2 separate regions of the Rattus norvegicus genome follow, and region 1 is linked to region 2. The links are chromatin contacts, called in public Hi-C maps. All regions are on one chromosome and are shown on one strand. The core of a region is the stretch at or near the end of the contact, and the rest is flanking DNA. Distances in the headings are between cores, read along the strand shown.

The links. Hi-C and Micro-C count contacts between places; a contact is called where the count stands out from the background.
Region 1: a contact with region 2 is called in a Hi-C map of kidney, with 2.7 times the contacts expected there. The contact joins the promoter of Blm here to the promoter of Furin in region 2. A contact is called at or near these places in 2 of 12 Hi-C or Micro-C datasets (Schwann cells and kidney).

What each region holds. Positions count from the first base shown.
Region 1 is chr1:143,899,980-143,906,500 of GRCr8, forward strand. Blm (BLM RecQ like helicase) reads right to left here and starts at 5,231. Exons shown (of 22, transcript NM_001426975.1): 1 at 5,167-5,231.
Region 2 is chr1:143,764,423-143,771,526 of GRCr8, forward strand. It overlaps Furin (furin (paired basic amino acid cleaving enzyme)), which reads right to left and starts at 5,059. Exons shown (of 16, transcript NM_019331.2): 1 at 4,773-5,059; 2 at 1,923-2,256; 3 at 1,434-1,532; 4 at 1,247-1,342; 5 at 493-621; 6 at 312-388. The coding sequence starts at 2,099.

The DNA.
Region 1 (6,521 bases), core at 3,981-6,480, 140 kb after region 2:
AGAATGACAAGCACTTGTATCAACCCCCTGGGTATAAAATTATAATAGATATAAAATGGCAAAAATAGCCAACGTGCTCTTGAAAAAAACAATACAAGGTGAGATTTGCTCTGCAGAATAGAGACATAAAAACTTTAGCCACACAATGAAACTGACTCAGAAAACAAGCATGAGCCCACACACGATCTACAATGGCAGTACGGTTAAGCACTCAGTGAGAACAGTCAGTTTGGTTACTGGTGCTGAGAACTGGGGTTCCTGAGGCAGAGGTATTTACATCTACACTCGGTGTAGCCCTGCTGGTAGACTGCTTGCCCAGCATGCACACAGCCCTGTGTTCAACCAGTGCACACCTGTAGCCTCAGGGCTTGAGAAATAGAGGCAGGAAGATAAAATGTTCAGTTATTCTTGACTGTCTGGCAAGTTTGAGGAAAGCCTAGGACATATAATACCCTGTTTGCAGTGCACGCGCACACACACATGTTAAAAATTTTTAATTTGTAAAACTCATCCAAATGAAAGAAAAAACCCAAAATGACCTAAGTATTAAAGACAAATAATAAAGTCTCTAGGATATAATTACAAAAATAACTTTAAAACCTGCAAGAGGGGCTGGAGAGATGGCTCAGTGGTTAAGAGCACTGACTGCTCTTCCAAAGGTCCTGAGTTCAAATCCCAGTAATCACATGGTGGCTCACAACCATCTGATATGAGATCAGATACCCTCTTCTGGTGTGTCTGAAGACAGCTACAGTGTACTTATAAAATAAATAAATAAATCTTTAAAAAAAACCTCCAAGAGACTTATTAAATGAAGTAACAACAGACCTCGAAAGCTAGACACAGGGGCACATTCCTGTAACCCAGCACTTGCGCAGGAAGAATGCTGGTGCATAACAAGTTACAAGCTAGCCTAGGCTATAGAGTTAAGACCTTGCATCAAAAAACAAAGAGATGAGGGTTGGGGATTTAGCTCAGTGGTAGAGCACCTGCCTAGCAAGCACAAGGCCCTGGGTTCAGTCCCCAGCTCCGAAAAAAAGAAAAAAGAGAAAAAAACAACAAAAAAACCCCAAAGAGATGGGTGGTACATATACACGACGGCATATTAGCCTTTAAAAAGAGCAATCCTACAGCAAGCAATACAGACGAACCTTGAACACATTCTGCTAAGCAAAATAGCCAGTTACTTAAGGACAAGTACCACGTAAGCCCAGTTACAGTGCGGTCAAGTTGCCGTATGTAGGGAAATGAGCAAATCCTATTTGATTAGCTTTATGAACGGAGGACGAGGGTGTCTGGAGATCTGCAGTGCAGTGCAGCACTCCCCCTATACTGTATTATTCATCAGAGAAATTGGAAAGAGCAAGCAGAGGTCAAGACCAGCCTGGGCTATGCAGTGAGACCGGCTCCAAACAACCAGTCCATTCAGACAGTAGGTGTCAGGTGTGCCTCTCACAATGAAATAAAAACTGCTACAATCAGATAGCGCGATATTTTAATTTATTAATAAAATGTATCTTAAGGTATGAAAATCAAGGCTAAACAGATGACACAGTGGCTAAGAGCTCTTTCTATTCTTCCAGAGGACACAGGTTTGATCCCCAGCACCGACGTTACAGCTCACTGCCATTTCTAACTCTAGTTCCAGGTAATTTGATGCCCTATTCTGACCCCTAAGGACACCACGCACACATGAGGTACACAGACATGCATGCTGGCAAAACACCCGCAAACGTAAACTACATTTTCTAGAAAATTGCACAAAAGGGGCTAGAGAGATGATCCAGAGGTAAAGAAAACATATTGCCCTTGTAGAGGACCCAGCCCCAACAAGAAGGTGGTTCACAGCCATCCAGAGCTCCAGTTCCAGGTGACCTCTGTGGGCACCAAGCGTGAATGGGGTACACACACACATACAGGTGAGACACTCGTGAAATACAATGATTAAATGTAATAAACTATGGCATACAGTTAAAATGTATCACTTATATAACTATTGTGAATAATGTAATTTTAAGGCATATCTCAAAGAGCAAGAGTACTTTCGAGTTCTTGTGGAGGCCAGAAGTCAACAGTAGGTGTCCTCTCACTGAACCTGGGAGATATATATATATATCCCCATTTTTCTTTTTTTTTTTTTTTCCGGAGCTGGGGACCGAACCCAGGTCCTTGCGCTTGCTAGGCAAGTGCTCTACCACTGAGCTAAATCCCCACCGCCCCCCATTTTTCAGTACTTGAGATTATACCAGAACCCAGTGCATGCCAGGCCCACACCCTACCACTGAGTTATATCCTGGTCCTAAAATATCTCTTCAGCTCAGGCTGGACCTAGCTACATGTATGCATGTTTACATGCTATGTGTGTGCAGTCACATAGTAAAGCCAATTTGGCTAGACTGGCTGACCAGCAAGCTCCTGGCTTGTGCCTGATAAGATTAGAGTTTTATGCCACTGAACTGGCTTTTCTTTGTGGGTTCCGAAACACTGGTCTTCCTGCTTGTGAGGTAAAGTACTTTACAACTGAGCCACCTCTTTAGCCCAGATGCATCTTAGAAACATTGTCAACTACCAGACTGTAATTCAGCTGTGGTAAAACACTTGCCTGCCATGCACCAGGCCGTGGGTTCCATTCCAAGCACCACACAAGCAAAAAAGACAAAAAGAAAATCAACAAAACACACAAAGAGCTGGTGTGGTGACATAAAACTACAACCCCCAGCACACAGGAGGCTGAAGCAAGAGAGCCAGGTCACGGTCAGCCTGAGCCACATAGTAAAGTCTCAAAAACCAGGAGCTGAGGGTACCGTTCAGTCAGAGTGCTTGTATGCTATGTAGAAAACTACACTAAAAACTCTCAGCCACTCAAGTATGGCATGTTGTAAACAATTACCTAAGAAAATCTATATAGCTTATGTTATAACTAAAATGTGGTAAAAAAAAAAAAAAAAAAAAAAAAAAACTTGTGGAAAAAAAAATAGGACCATTCGGTTGGCTTGGGCAGAAGGAGTGCCTGCCAAGCCTGATAACCTGAGTTGAATCCCTAGGCCCCATATGGTGGGAGGGAATTGCAAGTTGTTCTCTGACCCCAACAAGCTCATGCACAAATAAATACGGTTAAAATTTTGTAATGAGTCAGGCAGTAGTGGTGCACACCTTTAATCTCAGCACTCAGGAAGCTGAAACAGGCAGATCTCAAGTTCAAGGCCAGCCTGGTCCACAGAGTAAATTCCAGGATAGCCAGAGCTACACAGAGAAATCTTGACCAGAAACCATCCCCTAATCGTCATCATCATCACCACCACCATCATCATCACCATTGTCATCATCAGTGACAGAAAGACAATATTATAAATGTGATGAGCATTTAAATGCTTGTTTTGGGTGTTGGAGACCAGGTCTCATACAGTCTAGACTGGTCTCAAATTCACTTTCAAGCCCTGATCCTTCCGTCCCCACCCTCCATGTGTGTGGATGGTAGGCTTGTACTGGCAGGTAGCTAGTTTCTGTTTCTGAGCCAGCCTTTCTAAGGCTGCTCTTAACTTTCTATTCTCCTGTCTTACTCAAAGTGCTGGGGCTATAGGTACAACCCACCATTCCTGGTGGCAGCTGATCTTGTTCTACAGGTAGGCAAGATACTCAGAGGCTTTTAGGCGCTAGACTGTACAGGTAATTTCTCAATTACTTTGGGCCTGGTAAGACAAAAAAGGCCTGGGAATATGGTTCTTGTCAGTAAAGTGCCTATACTACGAACATGAGGACCTGATTTCAGATCTCCAGAACCCACTTAGAAAGTCAGGTGTGGTGATGTGCATCTATATGCCAGCCCTGGGAGGCTGGCTAGTTTAGTCAGTAAGTGAGACTGCCCCAAACACTAAGATAGGAGACAATTGCAGAAGGTACCTCTGGTCTTCTTACACACACACACTTGCACAGACATGAACAAGGACACACTCATATCTCCATTCCCCACAAAAGACAAAAGGTAAAAATATAGAAAATAGAGCATGCCTCTCAATCAAGTTTAAGATGTTACATTCTGTCTGACAGTGGCAGCCTATGCCTTTAATCCCAGCACTCAGGAGGCAGAGGCAGTCGAACCTGAGTTTGAGATCAACCTGGTCTACAGTCCAAGTTCCCCGGCAGCCAGGGATACACAGAAAATTCCGTGCTATTCTCTTTTAAAGGTACACGTTTCAGAATATATACATTTTAAATAAAAGGGTTGGTGACATGGGTCTGTAACTCTTAACACTTGAGAGGCTGAGGCTGAAAAGATAAGAGTACAAAATCACCCTCAGCTCCACAAGTTTGAGCCCAGCCTGGACTACAAGAGACAAAACAAACAAACTGGCACTAATTCCCTATCTTGGGAACCTAAAAATCCCATTTTATCCAAAGAAAATTTAAAATGACTTTCAAACAGAAGAGTAGTCAGGCTAATAAAATGTTGATTCGACCTGGTGTGTCAACTCAGCACTGGATGATGGCTGAGGCAAGAAGATCCTTTCAAAGTCCACTACAGATTCAATTAAATGCATTACTCCCCGGGCGTCTGCCTCTCCCCTGCTCCACCTTGTCATCTCTCAGTCTTTCCCACCCCTGCCCCTTTCTGGGCAGATGGCAGGTGGAAGGCCGGTTCATCTCAATCACACAGTGACCTATGACAGTTAGAGGGACTGGGAGAGCCTGGGGCAGGGAGATATGCTTCGGAGCTGGGTAGGTCTTCTTCAGATCTTATCTGGCATCCAAGCTCACATGCCCTTTCGGCAAACGAGGTCTGAGCTACGGCCTCTCCCGGCTAAAAACGGGGCACTTTCACCTCTTCTAGAGTCTCGAAAGCAGGTATTGCTTTTAGGAGTCGTTGCAGCATTACACAAACTACGAGACGCAGATGAGATTAATCCTCGCGTGTGACAGACAGTAAGCAAGGTCCTAGACCTTAAGGAATATGTGGACAGTGAGACTCAAGCCTCGGCCGCCTAACGTGGTCTTTTCTGGGGCTCCGGGTCTCTACTTCTGTCTGGGCTTCTCTCCACAAGCAAGGATTGGAGGAACTGAGGCAGATGACTGGGGAAATGGCCGAGGTCTCGGGGTCTGGGCCTGGCCGGGCCGGGTGTAGCCGGTTACTCAGGGGAGCTACTACAGCCCTGCGTGCGCGAAACTCACCTCACCCAGGATCACGCCGCGCCGGGGTAAACCACAATCCAAATTCCGCGCGGGGACTCGGCCCTCCTGCGCCCCGCGCCGTACGCTTCGCGCCGCAAGAAGGATTATTCTGATTGGATGAGCCCTGAAGGATCCAACCAACACGGGGGCCTCTGGCTCCTGGCCCCGCCCTCTAGAGTAGCTGGGGCCGTATCAACCGAGCACGTAATGCCAAAGTCCAATCAGAATGCAACTAACGGGTCAGGTGACTATGGCAAACTACTTGGCTTCCGGCGTAGTAAGATTTTGTTTTGCTTTTTTTTTTCTAGTGTAGGGAAAGGCACCTGAAGCCCATGGCATGATAGAAATTTTTTAGTGTTTGAAGACAGCTGAGACGTGCCAGTTCCGGTAAATCAGGCGAAGCGTCTGTGGACTCCTTTTTTTTAGATCTCTTCTTGTGAAACTTCGGCGGTCTTCCATTGTTGACTGTCATTAATGGGGTCGCAAACTCAGATGCTTCAGCGGACATACACAATGCCTGAGTGTGAAGCTTTACTTCTAGTGGATAGTTGCCACCATGAATGCGGCCCTGTGATGCCTGATCTTCTATTTTTGTAATTTTTAGTTTTTTTCAGACGATACATTACATAGCCCAGGTTGGCCTCAAATGTCCACGCTATTTGTGTAGGAGAAGCTGACTTTGAACTCCCTATCCACACCTCCCAAATACGAGGATTACATGTTCCACAATAGTGAACTCTTGTTAATTCTTTTTCTCTTCCTACCCTGTCTTCTGTCTTTTACCCTCTTTTAAGAAGGGATAAATTCAAACTGTTACAGCAATGTGGAAAACAGTACAGAGGATTCCAAAGATACTAAAAATCATCGCATGACCCAGACATATCACCTCTGGCATGTACCCAAAGAAAATTAATAAATAACTTTTTTTTCCTTTTTTTTTTTCGGAGCTCGGGACCGAACCCAGGGCCTTGCGCTTGTTAGGCAAGCGCTCTACCACTGAGCTAAATCCCCAACCCATAAATAACTTTTTTTTTTTTTTTGGTTCTTTTTTTCGGAGCCGGGGACCGAACCCAGGGCCTTGCGCTTCCTAGGCAAGCGCTCTGCCACTGAGCCAAATCCCCAGCCCCCATAAATAACTTTCTTAAGCTATCTGCCTTCCCTTATTCATTGCGGCATAACCCACAATAGCCAAGATATGAAAATAAGCTGTCAGGGGAAAGAGTGGAAATCCACAATAGAATAGTAATCAGCCCAATAAAAGAACCAGATCTTACCATTTGCTACAATATGGATGAGCTTGAGGGACATTATGCTAAGTGAAACAAGCCAGACACAGAAAATTATTATTGCATGAT
Region 2 (7,104 bases), core at 3,809-6,308:
CCCCATTACAGATGGTTGTGAGTCACCATGTGGTTGCTGGGGATTGAACTCAGTGCTCTTAACTGCTGAGCCCTCTCTCCAGCCCCTGGCTCTCCAAGATAAGGCAGCTTGGCTGGCCTGGAACTCACTGTGAAGAGCAGGTCTCAAACTCACAGAGATCTGTCAACTTTTCCCTCCCAAGTGCTGGGATTAAAGGAGTATGCCGCCATGCTGGAAAGACTTCAGTGGGACATGGGACATTCAAGCTCACCCTCGTGTCCCTGAGGGACGAGAGGGAGAGGCTGAGCGACCAGGAACTTAACATTCCTCACCTGTTGTCATTCATCTGCGTGTACCGAGGCTGTGGGTCAGGGTCCTGGTCATTGACATCAAAGCTGGCTCCCGGGTCCTGGAAAGGACAAGGCCATCATCAGAGCTGCCTAACCACATTACAGGAGAGTCCCCAGAGGTGGCTACCCAGGGTCACTCCAGCCACTCTCTTCCGTTCCTTACATAATTGCCTGCCAAGTCAGGATGGTTCTTTTCAATGCCGTCATCCAGGATGGAGACCACAATGCCACGCCCTGTGAAGCCCTGGGCCCAGGCTTCCTTCACATTCAGGTCTCGCTGAGTGACCCCAGACTGCAGAGACAACCAGCCCATTACCAGGGATATTTGGCTATTAACTCAAAAGAATAAATTCTACCCTAAAACCTCTATCTTTACCCATCCCAGCTCTTAAAATGCCACTCCTGGGGACTGGAAAGACAGCTCAGCAGCAGAAGCACTGGCTGTTCTTTCAAAGGACCCAGGTTTAGTTCCTAGCACCCACGTGGTCACAACTGTCTGTAACTCCAGTTCCAGGGGATCTGACAGTCTCACACACTCACATAAGCACACCAATGTACATAAAATAAAAATAGATGAATCATAGGCATAGATTCTGGGAAGGCAGGATGGGTTAGAGCAGTGGTTCTCAACCTGTGGGTCTCGACCGCCTGGCAAACTTTTATCTCCAAAAATATTTATAATTCATAACAGTAGCAAAATTATAGTTATAACGTAGCAACAAAAATAACTTCATAGTCAAGGGTCACCACAACATGAGGAACTGTATTAAAGGGTGGAAACAGTAGGAAAAGTTGAGAACCACTGGGCTAGAGGCAGAAAGAAGGGAGAAGAAAACAGAAGAAGCCCCGGGGTGAGCCTCATCCACTCACAGGACCTCCCAGTGGTGGGGAAAGGGACCAGAGTCCAAGGAGCATACCAGGTACCACTGCTGAGGGAACTTGGGGTCTGTGGGCTCCTGATACACGTCCCTCTTGGCCCTTTGCTTGGCTACCTGCTGCTCCAGCCACTTCACCTAGGAAGACGGTAGAGGTGTGGGGGTTGCAGAGTGAGGGAGACTCAGAACAGAAGGGGGTGGCAGCCGGAAGGGCCAGGGCCACACTTACTTGAGGCTCCCTCTGTAGCCGGCTGTGCCGCGGGCGGTGAGGCGACAGGGACCGCTTTGTCACTGCTCTGTGCCAGAAGTGGTAATAGTCACCGAAGATCTACAATAAAACAGTGAGTCTGAGATGGGCCCTCCATCTGCCAGTCCCTGGGGGAGGCAGAGATGGGGGTGGACAAGGCTGCTGGGGAAGCTCACTAAGGCAAGCGACTGGGGGGGGGGGGGATCTGTTCCCTGCTTAGGACCCACAGGAACATGCAGGGGATGATAGGGCCACCATCATTGAGATGTGCTGGCTTTTCTAAGCGACCTATAGGAAAACCCACAAAGAGGACAATGCCATGGATCCCATTCCACCAGTCACTTGGAACCTGCCCCTGACCAGATGTCCTGGAAGACAAATACGATTTCTCCTTTAAGGTTTGAGAGTCTCTGCCCTCACTCCCACTAGGGAACGTCCCGAAGTCACAAACAGGCCAAGTTAGAAGCCCACCTGGCCCAGGTTGTGGAACCCATGCTTCCGTGCCACACTATCAGCCACAGCTGGGCCTCCAGAAATGTGCACAGCCCACGTGTTGGTGAAGATCTTCTGGCCGCGAGCTTCAGCTGCTAGCAGGACCAAGGCTCCTGCTGCTGCTACCACCCATAGCAACCAGGGTCTCAGCTCCATGGGGGGGCAGGTGACTGGGACCCCAGAGCTCCGTCTCCCTGGCCTGGTCACAGGGCCTTGGCTGCCACGTGCCTGCTCACTGCCAGGGTCCCGAAGCTGACTGGGGGGGGCATGGAGCCGAGGTGGGTGGGGCTGGAGGACAGGACGGGGGCCAGATCTAAGGGAACAAGAGGAAGAAAGAAGAGTTAGTCCTCTCTGTCACACACTGATGCCGCCCTTCCTATCCTCAAGGCTGAGTCAGGGCCTAACAGGAGTTTCAAGGGAGATGGGTAAAACAAACACCTAAGGGGCTGGGAAGATGGCTTAGTAGGGACAGTTACTGCCACCCAAGCATTAAAACCTGAGTGTGGAGTCCCAGGACCCACAGGAGAAGGTAGGCTTGGCAGCATGTGCCTGCAACTCCAGCACTTGGCAGGGCAGAGACAAGGACCCCTGGGGCTGCTAGCTGGGTCAACCTAGCCAAACCTGCAAGCTCCAGGTTTGGTAAGAGACCTGTCTTAGTCCCCTTCTCCACCCCCAACCCCCCTCCCCCAAACAAAGTCAGAAACACTGGTCAGGGCTGGAGAGATAGCTCAGTAGTTAGGAGCAAGCACATTCTGCTCCTGCAGGGGACCAGAGTCCTCACCCTAGCACTTGTATTGGATGGTTCACAACTGCTTGTAACTTCAGCTTCCAGGGATCCAGCCCCAGCCTCAACAGAGACAGACAGACAGATGGACGGACACACACACACACACACACCAAACCCCTAAGTTGTCTCTGTAAGATATCTAGTACATATCCCTAAAGGTCGGCCAAACAAGACACATGGACCCACAGTCTCCCCTCCCAAGCCTTTCTCCATCAAGAATATAATCAGGGCTTGAGTCATTCAAAAGAAAAAGCAAACAATGACCAAAGAAAGAAAGATACATTATCAAATGGCATGCACACACGATTCCATTTTGTTTTCTTAAAATTATGCATGCATATTTATAAATAACCAAAACAAATCTGGAAGGATACAAGTTACAATTTAACAATGGCTCCTTGGAGATGGTGAGAATTACGTGTAGTAATTGTTACTTTCTTTGTGCTATTGTATGTTCTCAAAATATTTAGGTATATTTTATAAAAGAATAAAATCTTGGCTCTTTAAAAATTGAACAGGGTCTACCCAACTCATTAGGGTGTCCTGGTTCAGCAAAAAGGTTAGATGTAGGGGCTTACTTGAGAGATTCTCAGTCCTTGGGAGGAAAGAGTGGGTATCTTAAGTTGGGATGGAGGCTCAGAGCCATGCTCTGAGCATGAGGGATTCCAGAGGTTTCGCCGCCCTCTAGGGCTGAAATGACGGCCATCTTTAAAGGCAGGCCCAAGCTGTTTCCTGGGCAACTTTGCTCCTGCTAGTCCAGCCAGGCTTGGGTTTAGAAGTCAGAGCTGCCCCCTGGCTTGTTCCAGGCCCACCACCCACCACCTTGCGTAATCTGAGCCAGACTGCCAGGGCAAACACTGGCTGCTGCGCCAGGAGCACCAAGGTGAGGCTGAATCAATAGCCCTGAGTGGTGTTTTTCCTCCTTCAGCAAACAGACAGCAAGACCTTTCTGCCTGGGGCCACATAACTGTCCCCATAGAGGGCCCCGACTAGTCACAAGCCAAGCTCCTGGGGTAGGTGGCAGCTAGGAGAGGTTCCAGTAGGCTGCTGGAGACATCCTCTCAGTGCCAGGATCCTGATACCCCTACCATTCCTGTGGCCCAGCCCTAGAAGTGGCTCAGCCAAACGGTAAAATGTAGGTACCTCAGCACACACTGCCCGGAGGAGCTGGACAGATCTGCTTGCCACTGGGAACTCCATGATTCTCCAGGAGCTGCCATGAGCTACAAGTCTCCCTAACTGCTGCCGTTTCACCCCACAGGCTGAGGGGACTCCACTCACAATCCTGGAGTATTTTCAGTTTACACCAAAATAACCCGACAGCTGATGGCAGGGGACATCAAGAGGCAGACTCCATGCCTGAAGGGCAGAGTCCAAAGGGCTCCAAAGACATGCCTGGGAGTTAGAGCTCCATGTCCCCCCACATAGAAACAGGACCCTCCACATCTAAAACCTCTTGAGTTTAGACATCTGCAGACTCCCTGCTCCGAGTTCTGAGACCTGCCTACAACTTCCAAATTACAGCTGGGTTGCTCTGGGGCTAGCCCAGGTTCCAGTAAACTATATAGATGGGGCCACAGAGACAGGACCTCCACCCCACCCCAAGGAAGATGATCTGCTTCCCCCGACACCTTGCTCCCAACTACGGTAAGGGTAGAATATGGATTCCAAACATCAGACCGTCCTGCCTCATGATCAGACACATAGGAGGGCACACACACAACACATACATAACACACACACACACACACACACACACACACACACACACACACAAAGAGCTGAGAACAATGAATGAACAGGCTTCTCCCCACCCCCATCCCAGACTCTGACTCACCCTCTGAGTCCCAGTTGTCTCAAAACCAGGAGGCTGGATATATTTCTAGCCTCTCTGGGTCAGTCTTGCCCAGCACTCAGCGCTGGGCCTGACTAGAAAAGAGGCTATAGGGCTGTTCCTAGCTCTTTTCTTGGGCAAAGCTTTTTTGTCCCTCCCTAGAACCTACCAACAGAGATCACCACAACCAACCACCCAAGGAACTTACCCCCAGGTGTGGCTGCTGGAGACCTGGCTGAGGCAGCCACGGAGCAAGCCACTGAAGACTGCTGGGAAACCCAATCAGGTCTCTCTTTCCAGCAGAGACCCCAAGGCAGGTCCTGTTACAGGCACCTCCCATGAAATTTTAACTCCTAGTCCCTGTTCAACTACTGGTCCCTCGGAGATCTTACCCAGGTCATTTCCTCTCTCTGGGCCTCAGTTTCCTTGGTGGTGGAAAACTATTAAGTCAGAGGCTTTCAAACTTTTTTTTTAAGCCACGGAATCCTCTTTTTTAAACTTCAAATTTTAGATAGAAGTCCAAAACAGGAAACAAACACCTAATCTGTTTGACCACTCTCCTTTGCTGTGTCCACACCTGGCCGGCAGCCACAAGCCCTCACTGGGCCACATCACCTGCGTTGCCTTGGCACTTCCCAAGTCACAGAGAATCCCAGCGCTCCAGAGAGATGAAAGTCCACTTCCCCTAGGCGCAAAGACCTGGGGCGGTGGGAACGTAGACACTGGCTAGACTAGTGTCTGCTGTCAGACCTGTATGGCAAGCAGGCCGCCCCTCGGCCAGCCACCCGACGGGGGCAGTAGGGGCCTCCGCCAGGCCTCGGCAGGAGGCAGCCCAGAGCGAGCCTCCTCAAGCCGGCCTGTGCGCGCCCGCGAAATCCGCCCCCGACCGCTCCGGCCGCACAGGTGTGCAAGCCGGCCGAGGACCCCGTGCCCTACCAGGAGCGCGCCCCATCGGGCGCAGGCCCTAGCCGCCGGGGCCACGGAGAACGGCGGGCAGGCGGGAGCACCCAGAGCCCGAGGAATGCTCTGCCTAGCCCGCCCCAGCAGGGGCCCCGCCGGCGCTTCCTGAGGTCAGAGGGCTCGCCCCGGCCTCAGCGGAAAAGTACCGGCGCGGGCCCAAGCCCGGCGCTCAGGTGGGCTGCGCGGCTCCGGTCCTTCCACCGCGGCGGCAGAGAATCCGCGGCCAGAGCCCGGCGGCCGGCGAGGCCCGGGGCTGCGCCGCCCGGCTCCGCGCTCCCCCGCCCGCTCCGGGCCCGGCTCCCCAGCGCGCCGCCTCCCCGGCCCCGGGCCGCGCGCCCTCGCCGCTTACCCTGGGGAGCCGGGCGGGGAAACTTTTCCGGACGAGCGCCGCGGCTGCTCGGGTACCCCTCGGCCGAGCACGGAGCCCGGCGGCGGGGGCCTGGCTCGGGCGGTCCCCGCGCCCGGCAGCGGCGTCACAGCGCGCAGGCGGGGAGGCGCGGCGGCGCGGCCTCGGCCCGGCCGGCGACCAGGGCAAGGCTCGGCCTGGGCTCGGGCGCGGGCGGGGGGCAGCGGCCCGGCCGCGGCGGCGCGGCTTGTTTACTCGGGCCGCTGTCACGGCGGCGGCGGCGGCGGCGGCCCCGGCTCCTCCTCCTCCGCGCCGCGCCCCTCCCCCTCGCGGCGCCACCTCCGCGCTCCGCGGCCGCAGCCGGCCCGGCCCGTTCGCCGCCCGCCCGGGCCGGGCCGACGTTCTGAGCGCTCCACGCGGCGGGCCCTGCGGCCTCGGGGCGCCCTGTCTGCGGCTGCCAGCGGGGCTGGTAGGGAGCGTGGTCCCCGCGCGCCACCCCAGGCCCCTCGGACCGCGCCGGGTTCGGCTCTTGGCCCCGCAAACTCCCGGGCAGATGGTCTCGGAGACCCGGACTGGGAGCCTGCGGGCGAGATGGCGAGAGAAGGGCCAAGGATCGGGGGTTGGGGGGAGCCCAAGCTGTCCCTGCCTTCCCTGCGGTCCTGGCTTCCGAGTTCTGAGTTTGGGGGATAATCAAGGGAAGCGCCCTGGGATGGCGGACCTGGGGAAGCTCCACTCTCAGGTCGGACCTCACAGCGGCAGAGCAGCCCTCGCACCTCCAGCTAGAGGAGTCACAGTTTTATTTGCTTCTGTAGAGACAGGTGAATAAACAGAATAGCCACCTCCTTTCATGTTTGGTTTTGGGTTTTTTTTTTTTTTAATACTTTTTTTTCTCCTGGAACAACGGAGAGCTAGGCACTGGGCCAATCGTTCATTCTATCTTCTCCTTATGTACATTCTTTAATCCACATAATCCATTCAGGCTAACATTATTAATCCCACTTTACAGATAAGGAAACTGAGGCACACAAAGTTTAAATAATTTTCCTTAAGTTACACAACTTAGCAGGCCTCAGATTTGGCAGCACTTCATTCCAAACTACTTACAATATACCAGCCAGAGCCCTTCCCTCCCTGGGTTCCTGCCCTAGAAAACGGCTGTGCTACTTGGCGGAGGTCGACATTCTGCTTGAGCTGAGAAAGAAGAGGGGAAACGGGCCAAGATCTTCCCAGGCTG